Regions from separate parts of the Mus musculus genome. Here region 1 is linked to region 2. A link is a contact called in public promoter capture Hi-C data. All regions are on one chromosome and are shown on one strand. Each heading gives the region's core, a stretch centred on a gene start, on an enhancer-like site or on the middle of the called end of the contact. The rest is flanking DNA. Distances are from core to core; before and after follow the strand shown.

Region 1 (5,417 bases), core at 2,052-4,551, 74 kb before region 2:
ATCCTTTGTGTAGAGAAAGGCCATTGACTTGTTTGAGTTAATTTTATATCCAGCTACTTTACTGAAGCTGTTTATCAGGTTTAGGAGTTCTCTGTTGGAATTTTTAGGATCACTTATATATACTATCATATCATCCTCAAATAGTGATATTTTGACTTCTTCCTTTCTAATTTGTATCTCCTTGATCTCCTTTTGTTGTTGAATTGCTCTGGCTAGAACTTCAAGTACTATATTGAATAGGTAGGGACTAGCCTTGTCTAGTCCCTGATTTTAGTGGGATTGCTTCCAGCTTCTCACCATTTACTTTGTTGTTGGCTACTGGTTTGCTGTAGGTTGCTTTTATCATGTTTAGGTATGGGCCTTGAATTCCTGATCTTTCCAAGACTTTATCATGAAGGGGTGTTGAATTTTATCAAATGCTTTTTCCTCATCTACGGAGATGATCATGTGGTTTTTGTCTTTGAGTTTGTTTATATAGTGGATTACATTGATGGATTTCCGTATATTAAACCATCCCTGCATCCTTGGAATGAAACCTACTTGGTCAGGATGGATGATTGTTTTGATGTGTTCTTGGATTCGGTTAGCGGGAATTTTATTGAGTATTTTTGCATTGATATTCATGAGGGAAATTGGTCTGACGTTCTCTATCTTTGGAATAGTGAATCTTAAATGAATACTCTTAGTACTTGTAGCATGATGGGTTTAATAGTTTAAGCATACTAGGATAGCTATATTACACTGTTTAATTCAGAGCTGTAGAATGTTTGACTTTTAAAGTACAAGGAAGATTCATAACTGCCATATGAATAATGAAATACTAGAAACGGTGAATATTTAAGTGAGGTAATTGTTCATTGGTGGCCATTCATAATTTTTCCCCTTAGAAATATGAAAATAATTATTATCTTTGACCTAAAAATGTAGATGTAGTCATTTTTTTTAGAATTAAGTTTTTTTATTAGGGATGTAGTCATTTTTAACTTCTATAATATCTCCTAGAATTAGTGGAATAATTGACTAAAGAAAAGGTTTCTTTCTTTTTTAATTTCTTTTATAGGGTTTCTATACAGTTCTGGCTTTCCTTGGCCTAAAACTCAGTGCTCTTAATCAAGGATCTCAAACTTTTGTTTGTTTGTTTGTTTGTTTGTTTGTTTGTTTTGAGACAGAGTTTCTCTGTGTAGCCCTGGCTGTCCTAGAACTCACTCCCAAATGCTGGGATTTAAGGCATACACCACCACTGCCGGATGATCTCGAACTTTTTTGTGCTGGGATTAAAGGCAATACTACACCTTGCTCAGGACTATTTTATGGTCAATGATGGCTGTCTGTACTGAAGATCTCCCCACAGAAAACCCCTTTGAAGATGTGCATGATGTGAATTTTCACAAACTTATTTGTTCTTGTACTATGGTTTCTGTCCTATGCTCACCAACATTGTAAATATCACTACTTCTGACACTGGCCAAAACACTTAATAGAATTAGCTGGGGATAGAATCAGTAGGGATACCTGGCTGTTTGGAGCCATAGCCAAGCCCTGCACCACTTCTGCAAGTCTAAAGGGTATAGACTTTGGCCTGCTTCAAGGGAGATGCTAAGGGGGTATACCCAGCCCTACCTTTCTGACCCCCCCCACACACACACACACAGAATAAGCTCTTCTGGATAGATGGACACGCCACAAGCGAGGTGATATTGGCTGGGATATACCTGGACCCTCATTCTGCTAGAATAGCCTAGACTGGATCTTATGGAATGTAAGAGATATAGGGGCCAGCCTATCACTAGGTAAGCCTAGAGCATGTGTCTTTAGTATCAGCTTGGTAACTACAGCAGAGAGGGCTGACCGTGGGCTGAGACAAGTCAGAGAGTACAAAGGCTGGCCTAGTGCTAGAGTGGACCTGAAGTTTGGGGCCCAGGGTCACTGGGGCATGTTTGGCTATGAAGTAAATGTAAGCATGTGAGGTCTGATGTAGTACTTAGACAGGTTTGGTACTTTGGCCATTCTGGAGCCTGTGGCCATTTAAGTCCTCCTGGTGTGGGCTTGGTTCTAAACCCATCAGGAGCCTGAAGCCTAAAGCCTTGAGGAATCTGGTGCCGGGATGGGCCTTGAGGATGTCATCGGGTACTGACCTAGAGTCTAGGAGTGTAATTAGATGCCCAGAACTGGGCTTGACTGGAGTCAGTTCAGTTTGGGTATCCAAAACAAGAAGGCATTTTCTCAATTGAGATTCCCTCTTCTCAGATCTCTCTAGCTTAGATCAATTTGACAGAAAACTAACTAGCATAATCATGGAGAGGAAGTCCTACCAGGAAGAGCTTAGATTTATTTAGTCCAGGACCTAACCCAGTACCATGGTTCCACCCACATCTAAGGTGAGTCTTTTCTTCTCTTAATCTGGAATCTAAATTCTAGATAATCCTGAGCAGATCTGCCCAGATTTGTTTGTTCAGTGACTCAAAATCCTGTCAGGTTGACAGGATTAATCTCATATTAATCATCACAACTCCATCCCTTGTCAACTTGGCACCCAAACACATCACTTTCAAACTATAATTTTCTACCCCTTGTCCCTAAAGTGTTGTGAATATCTCACAATGCAATGTTATGTATTTAAAGTCCTTACAGTCTTTAACAGTTTCAACAGTTTCAAAGTCAAGCCAGGTGGTGGCAGCAGAGGCTGCTAGATCTCTGAGTTCCAGGACTGCCTGATCTATAGAGTTCGTTCCAGTATAGCCAGGACTGTACAGAGAGGCACTGTCTCAAAAAAGTTCAGTGTTCATATCTCATGTCAGGTTCAAGGCAATCTCTTAGATGTGATGTGAGTTCCTATAAAGTAAAAGCCAAGTTACGTATTTCTTGTACATAATGGCACAGAATAAATGTTCTTGTTCCAAAAGAAAAGCATGGGGCATAGCAAGGAATAATTGGACCAAAGTAAAAAAAAAAAAAAAGTATAGAAACACAAACTCCAAGCCGGGCGTGGTGGCGCATGCCTTTAATCTCAGCACTCGGGAGGCAGAGGCAAGCAGATTTCTGAGTTCAAGGCCAGCCTGGTCTACAAAGTGAGTTCCAGGACAGCCAGGGCTACACAGAGAAACCCTGTCTTGAAAAACCAAAAAAAAAAAAAAAAAAAAAAAGAGTATAGAAACACAAACTCCTGCAGTTTCATGCTAAGCAGCTGGAAGTCATGATAAAATTATCTGGGCCCAAAGGGCTTGAGTATCCCCACCCTTCCATCTCTGCTTCCAGCAGTTCATATAACCTCTTAGAGTGGCTCATCACTGCCTGCAGACCTCCCATGGCTTTATCTTCACAGCTTCACACAGTGGCTTCCTACTCCTTTCAGAGACTCCAGCCTTGTCATACATTGTCTGGCCTCAGGCCACAGAGCAAGAGTTTGTGACCTCCTTCAATCCTCTTTCATGCCTTCAAAGCCAGCAGCATGTGAACTACTCTGTCAAGTTCTACTAGCACAGAATGAGAACTGGTCCCACTTCTGTGTTATTTGTGACATTGCTTCAACAAAAGCAACCTATAGAAACTTTTTTTGTGTGAAATATAGCATTTTTATTAATTTGTTTGGTATTTCACACATATATATAGGGGCTTTGGGGAGGTTGATGCTATGTGTTTTTGTTTGTTTGTTTGTTTGTTTGTTTTAAAGAAGATGTCATTATGGAGGCTTGGTTGGCCCAGAACTCATACAGACCTACCTGCCGCTGCCTTGTGTATGCTGGGATTAAAAGGTTTACTGGGGCTAGACAGATGGCTCAGTGGTTAAGAAGAGCACTGACTAGCTCTTCCAGAAGTCCTGAGTTCAATTCCCAGCAGCCACATGGTGGCTCACAACCATCTGTAATGGGACCCAATGTCCTGTTCTGGGGTGTCTGCAGGGTATACCCACATACATGAGACAGAGGAAGGAAAGAGGTATGCACAACCCCACATGTCCTACTTACAATGTATTTCAATCATTTCACACTCCACTCTTCCTAACTTTCACCATTGCCATCCACATCCAACTTCATGTCCTCTTTAATATCTCCCTGATTCTAATTTATGTTTCTCATATACTCATGGCCATCCACCAGGATATATATGGTCAACCTACCAGAGGCCACACCAGAAAACTAATTCTCTTTCTTCCAGAAGCCATCAACTGTCAGTAGCTCCTCTATTAGGTGTGGAGACTCTTGAGCCTTTCTCCTTCCATACTGGGATATTGACTGGCTTGATCTTGTGAGTTTATAGTACAGCACTCCTGTGGTATCCAGAAGACATTGTTTAGCCTAGTGCTCCCTGAACACTGGTTCTTACAATCATTCTATCCCCTCTTCTTTGATAGTCAAAAAGGTTTCTTTTGACTCACAGTCGGAGGTTACAGTCCTTTGTGATGGGAAGGTCGTGGCAAAAGCTTGAGGCAGTTTTCCACATTGTGTTCACAATCAGGAGCAGTTATGGATAAATACACTGAGCTTACTGTCTCCTTTTGATTCAGTCTAGGAGCCCAGTGTATAGAAATGGCACCATCCAGTTTGGGTGGGTCTTTCCAGCCATTATCCTAATCTAGATAATCCCTCACAGACATCCCCAAAGGTTTGATCTCCAGTATTCTAGATCCTGTCAAGTTGACAGTCAGTATTAACCATCGTATGAACTAATGAGTTTGTTGGAGCTACTTTAGAAGCATGGATGATTGAAAGTCAGCGGCATTGCTGAAATGCCCACCCCAGCATGGATGATAGCTCACAAAAGGTACCTCCCTAGAGTTCTTTGCCTGCCCTGTATGAAGCTCCTATCAGGACTTTCTACTCCCCATTAATTTCTTACTGCTTTTATAAACTTGGGAAGAGGTCTTGTAAACTTACTGAACTTGCTGGCCCTTGGAAATCTGGTTTGGTTTGTTTTTTTAAGATGTATTTATTTATTATATGTAAGTACACTGTAGCTGTCTTCAGACACTCCAGAAGAGGGAGTCAGATCTCCTTACGGATGGTTGTGAGCCACCATGTGGTTGCTCGGATTTGAACTCAGGACCTTTAGAAGAGCAGTCGGGTGCTCTTACCCGCTGAGCCATCTCACCAGCCCCATGGAAGTCTGTTTTGCTTCTTCAATTTCACATGCCCACCTTTCTCCCTTCCAGAGAATGTTTCTTTTATTTTTTTAAATTTATTTATATACTGTGAATACACTGTAGCAGTCCTCAGACACACCAGAAGAGGGCATCAGATCCCATTACAGATGGTTGAGAGCCACCATGTGGTTGCTGGGAATTGAACTCAGGACCTCTAGAAGAGCAGTCAGTGCTCTTAACCGATGAGCCATCTCTCCAGCCCCCAGGAGAATGTTTCAATTCCGATGAAATAACTACAGAACACTATTATGTATGGTTTTCTGTCATTTTATTTTTT
Region 2 (5,570 bases), core at 1,072-3,571:
CTATGAAACACAAACCCAAAACCACCCCTCTAAGAAAAACTCCAATACCTACTCACACACAGGTTTGCATCCTGGGCCTAAGAATCACTTGGGTGAGTAATTCAAGTTCCAAACAGAAGAAAGCCAACTGCTTTAGAGCCTAAAGGTGGTTTAAGAGAATTGTGGGCACGTACACAAAATCATGAACAACAAAAACAAAAGTCAGGACTGGAAAGAATCAAAGCTACTGGAGTGGAGAAAAGAAGCCTACCAAAGAACAGTCCCCTGGGGACAAACGGACAGATGGACAGATGAACAGATGGACGAAAGGATGGACACACACACCGATGTCCTTGTCATTTCTTCCATCCTGGTTCCCCAAGACAAGGTAAGAGCACCTACATAAGGCCAACCTGCCCAAAAGCCCAAGGGAGAAAAAAGGGAAATTGAGACCTCAATTATCCCCATATTAGGCGTCTCCTGACCACGTCAAGGAATATTTCCATAAGGCCATCCAGGAGTCCAACCTTTCCCTTCTGCTAGCCTTCCTGGCTTGTCACTAATAGCTGTGACTCCCTCACAACAGAAACCCATCTTCAGACACCTGTGACCAACAAGGACTCTAGACTCTAGGGCCCGGAGGATCCATCTAAAACCAGCCTATGAAAGGGCAACAAAAGCACTGAATTGGATAAGAAGACCTAAGATGCTCTTGTCAAGTGGGAATAAGGCTTCCACATCCAGAAGCACCTCCTCGAAGATACATTGTTGCGGATAAATTCAAACCAGCCCAGGAATCTCAAGTGGTTACTAAACACTGTTCACCATTGTTTCCTCCAGTGTGTCAGCAAGGCAGCAGCCTGTCCTAGCCTTTGGAAAACTTCCCCTGGGCTAGTCAGGACTAGAAGCAACAATATGGTCCTTTTTGCTGAACATTTGGGAAGCAAAGGAAGATTTCCATATCTCCACTATTGTTCCTGGGGACCCAAGAAAACCTTATCTTATAGGATCATCTACATTCTGAGCCTGAGGTAGAATCCAGATCTTCTGAGAAGGCCATACCAAGCTAACTGGTCTAAACTTCTCCATAGGAAGGCTGTGGGGACCATGTGCAAGAAGGTTCTGACATTACCTTCAACTAGAAAACGCAGGAGCCAGAAAGAGCACTCCCTGTGAGAATGATTTCCTGACTGGCCACCAGGCTAGGATATTATCAGAGATGAATTGGCCTGACAGCGTGAGTAAACATGAGTCAACACACACAGAAGCAAACCAATGACCACATCAAGCACCTTCACAGTCACAGTAATTACCACTTACCAGAGTGCACTATGTTACCTGGTTTAATCTAATTATTCCCAGCACACAATTCACAGGCTCAGGGATTACTTTACATGCCCAAGGTCATACAGCTGCTAACCTTCTAAGTAGTTTTAAACTCACGTCTGACTCCCTTTTGAGACGTGATCTTTCCACTACACCACACAGCTTGCCTTAAAGGGAATAATGACAGTAGTCGTTACTTTGTAACTGCCTCGACCAGGGTGATACAAAGTAAAAGATGGGAGTCTCTGTGCCTCCCTGCGAACTCTCCCCAGCCCATTAAGCATCTGTGTATTGAATCAAGGGAAATTCTCAAGAGCAGAGTGGGAGTGGGTCTCAGACCCCAGGTCACTTGTATGCCACAAAACGAGGAGCCCTGACCCCAGCACCCTTTTTCCGCTTCGTGAGGCATCCACAAAATACCAGCCATCCCATATTCTTCCCACACCTGCTGCCCTCCGCCCGGGACTTCACCACTGGCTACCCGGATCCACCCACAAACTCGCCGCTGGCGACCATCAGCTCCCAGCCTTACCGCGGGTGGGCGGATCTTGCAAATGCCGGACTTCTCGGCGATGGGTCTGATTTTCGCGATGTAGCCAAGAGGGTCTCGGAACTCGGCCCAGCTAGGCTCGAACACCGGACACTCCGGCGGCGGTAGGAAATCGTCGGACCCCAGCTCCATGGTGGGCCCGAGGGCTGGGCCAGAGATCGGGAGGGCTCAGGTCGCCCTTAAGGACGCATGGCGCCGCCGCTGTCTGAAACCGAGGTACTTCTCGGAGTCTAGGCCCTAAGCAGGACGGCCACCGCCCGTCAAGGGCTTAGGGGGGCGGGTGCCGTGCTCTAAAAGTCTCAGGCTGAGGTTCCTTTTACAGGTTCTTAGTCCTGTTCCGTTTCTTCCACACCTTACCGCTGCCTCCCAACTACTGAAGCCTTCACTACTACAGTTAAGTCCCAGTCGCGGCAGGTTTCACCGCTGCCACCGCCATCTTGGTTTGTCAGCGTCTCCTCCCCCCCACCTCTGTACCTCACCACAACAAACCAGATCCCTCCGCAAGGTGTCTCTCCGAGTTCCGTTTACTTTGAGTCAGAAAAAAACCTAGGAAGCCTTCATCATGTGATGACCGAAAGAAATCGGGTTGTATATGTCCCTTATTTGGAGGTGGTTAGTTAAAAACATTTCTCAGGCTAAGAGAAAATAGTTCATTTCATTGGCGGAAGAACAAAATTGTAAATCGATGGCCGGATCCTTTTACCGGATGGACCGGCGATGCACGTTTAAAGGCCAGTGATGCGCATGCGCAGTCTCTAGACAAACCGGAAGAGGAGCTAGTGTCCATAAGTAGTGAGCCTAAACTAGTACGCGCCCATGCGCGCTCGCACACGCTCGCGCACGCGCACGCACACACCCTAGATCCCAAGCCGGTTGTCTCCTCCCCAATGTCCTTTGCTGCTTCTCTCAGGTCCTTTCAGTGAGAACCACGGAAGGCGGTGATTTCGAGGAACCTCCGCCCCCTTCCTCCCCCTCCCCCTCCCATTCCGCGTGTCTACTGCTGAGTGAATTGAAGATTTACCAGACTTACACCTCTGAGGTTTTTGTTTTTAAATGAAAGAAGGAAACTCCTCACTCCCTAGAGAATGTGGAGTTTTAGAAGCTTCAGTCCCACGTAGAGTAAAAATGCATTATTCTCCCCAGTATCATTGGCCATCAGCATTTTAAAGAATGCTTTCGACTGTTTGGTATACATTGTAACTATATAAACACTTTGTATAATATGTGTGTATCCATTTTTGTAGCAACTACTGCTACAAAAAAACCAAAAGGCCTGGATGTTTACATTTTTGTTTATTCCATGTATATGCAGTACATAGAGGCTAAAAAGGGGGGGATTTTGAGTTTGAGACCAGCCTGAGCTACATAGCAAGATCCTGCCTCACAAAGTAGTAGTAGTAGTAGTACTAGTAGTAATATTATTATTACTAATGGCCGGGCAGTAGGTGGCACATGCCATTAATCCCAGCACTTGGGAGGCAGAGGCAGGTTGTACAGTGAGTTCTTGTCTCCAAAAAAAAAAAAAAAAAGGGCAGGCATGGTGGCATACATCTTTAATTCCAGTACTCAGGAGGCAGAGGTAGATGAATCTCTGAGTTCAATGTCATCCTGGTCTACAGAACTACTTCCAGGATAGCCAGGATAGGGCTACTCCCCATCTCAAAAACTCAATAGTAATAATAGTAATAATAATGTAAAGTAATGGAACTGGACAGGAGAAAAGGCATTAAAATTAAGGTTAGTAAGTTTGCTGTTCCTCACCTGAAGACATTTTGCTTTTCTACCTGAGGAACATCTCTGTAAAGAGTAAAGAACACCAGGCTTTTGGTCTCAGCACCACCCATTCTTCCTCCAGTCTCCTCTAATGTCCTTAGCCCAGACATACCACAGGGCAAAAGGAAACCGAGCAGTCTTTTAAGCCAGTGATATAAAATGCATTGATTTGTATTTGTGAAAGTCATACTATGCAACAGGAACTTTTGTGAGCATGTGAAAATACAAAAGCATGCCTTCCTGGAACAGATTATTTACTCACTGGGCCCTGCCAAGTACCTCACGTCCCTGACCCTTGGTTTTCTTGTTCATAAAATGAAGTTAAGTAATCCTTTCATTACTTAGGAAGATTAGAGATAATAATATCTGCGTCTCTTTTTTAAAAAATTATTTTCATTGCTAATTTATTTATTTTTGTATTTATTTATTTTATGTATACGAGTACATTGTAATTGTCTTCAGACACACACCAGAAGAGGGTATTGGATCCCATTACAGATGGTTATGAGCCACTGTGTGGTTGCTGGGAATTGAATGCAGGACCTCTGGAAGAACAGTCAGTACTCTTAACCACTGAGCCATCTCACCAGCCTAATGTCTGCCTTTCTTTAAGAGCCAAGTGCTACAGGGCAGTGGTGGTGCACGCCTTTAATCCCAGCACTTGGGAGGCAGAGGCAGGCAGATTTCTGAGTTCGAGGCCAGCCTGGTCTACAGAGTGAGTGCCAGAATAGCCAGGGCTACACAGAGAAACCCTGTATCGAAAAAAAAAAAAGAAAGAAAATTAAAAAAAAAAAAAGCCAAGTGCTGGGGAGTAGTATTCTCCCATCTTTCAGATGAGTAGAATGAAACTCAGGTCCAAGTCACATAAATAGAAAGTGACAGAGCCAGAATTCAAACCTACAACTGTATGACTCCCATAAATTCTGCCTGTGACAGTCTAGGCTGAAACTTGTTGCTCAGTGAAAGTTGCTCAGTGTTTTCCAAGCTTCAAGTCTTGTTGAGGAACAATCAGAAACTGGGCGCTGTAGGCTCCAGAATTTGGAATTTTCCTTGTGGGGAAAGCTGGTGTGGCCTCGCCCAGCCATCTGGGAGAGGAATTCTGGTATAGAATGTATGCAGAGCAATAACTCAAGGTCTTAACTAAATTCCCAACCACACCCTCATCTCTGTAGCTAAACTACATGAGAATGATACTGCTTTGGTGGTAGGGATAACCCAGTGCCCTAAACATAGAGCTTCATACTCTCTAAACGGGTGCTCTGCTACTGAGCTCTATTCCCAACCCTTGTGACTCTTTTTAATTTGGGTTTCTAAAGTTCCAAAATAGATATGAGCTGTCTTTTTGTCTTTGTTTGTTTGGTCCTTGTTTGCTTGTTTGTTTGACATGAGGTTTCACTTGCTATGTAATCAAGGATGACTTTAAACCCCCGGTCCTCCTGTCTCTACCTCCCAAGTACTGAGTTTACAGGCAGGAGCCACCATTCCCAACTTCCAAATAGCTCTGGAATCCATCTCCTTCTCACCTCTACAACCCTCCTCTACATCACATGTGAACCATTTACTATCCCTTTACCATGGATTTTTAAAAGTTTTTTTTTATTATTATCAGTATTTTATTTTATGTATATGGGTATTTGCCTGAATGTACGTTTGTGGTCTTGGAGGATACTGGATCCCCTAGAACTGGATTACACACAGTTGTGAGCCACTGAGTGGGTGCTAGGAATTGAACCTGAATCCTCTGCAAGAGCAGCCAGTGTGCTTAACTGATGACCCTTCTCTCTGGCTTCTTTTCTTTCCTTTATTTTTCTCTTTTCTCTTCTCTTCTCTTCTCTTCTCTTCTCTTCTCTTCTCTTCTTTCCTTTTCTTTCCTTATTGAAGATGGAGTACCTCCGTTATGCTGACCAGGCTGGTCTTGAGCTTGTATATTCAAGCAATTCAA

Evidence for each region. Promoter capture Hi-C pulls out the DNA fragments that hold promoters and counts their contacts.
Region 1: a contact with region 2 is called in a promoter capture Hi-C map of erythroid cells, with 1.7 times the contacts expected there. The contact joins the enhancer-like site here to the promoter of Kdm5c in region 2. A contact is called at or near these places in 14 of 39 promoter capture datasets (the 3T3-L1 cell line, the HPC-7 cell line, HPC-7-derived erythroid cells and 10 more), 2 of 15 datasets of contacts at CTCF or cohesin (CD8 T cells and pro-B cells), 28 of 484 Hi-C or Micro-C datasets (the AML12 cell line, CD4 T cells, the G1E-ER4 cell line and 14 more), 10 of 115 datasets of contacts at active chromatin or transcription factors (the SCID.adh cell line, bone marrow-derived macrophages, embryonic stem cells and 2 more) and 3 of 9 other capture datasets (adipose tissue, liver and pancreatic islet).

The regions. Positions count from the first base shown.
Region 1 is chrX:152,305,420-152,310,836 of GRCm38.p6, reverse strand. All of the region lies in intron 2 of Kantr (Kdm5c adjacent non-coding transcript), which reads left to right. Among named protein-coding and RNA genes, the nearest start is that of Kantr, 19 kb to the left of the region's middle. Within about 2 kb of position 3,301, at least 17 of the 459 cell types and tissues checked have an H3K27ac peak or open chromatin away from gene starts, as enhancers often do. A contact at or near this core is called in the G1E-ER4 cell line, erythroblasts, erythroid cells and 1 more, where this site is marked.
Region 2 is chrX:152,229,978-152,235,547 of GRCm38.p6, reverse strand. It overlaps Kdm5c (lysine (K)-specific demethylase 5C), which reads right to left and starts at 2,321. Exons shown (of 26, transcript NM_013668.4): 1 at 1,838-2,321. The coding sequence starts at 1,987.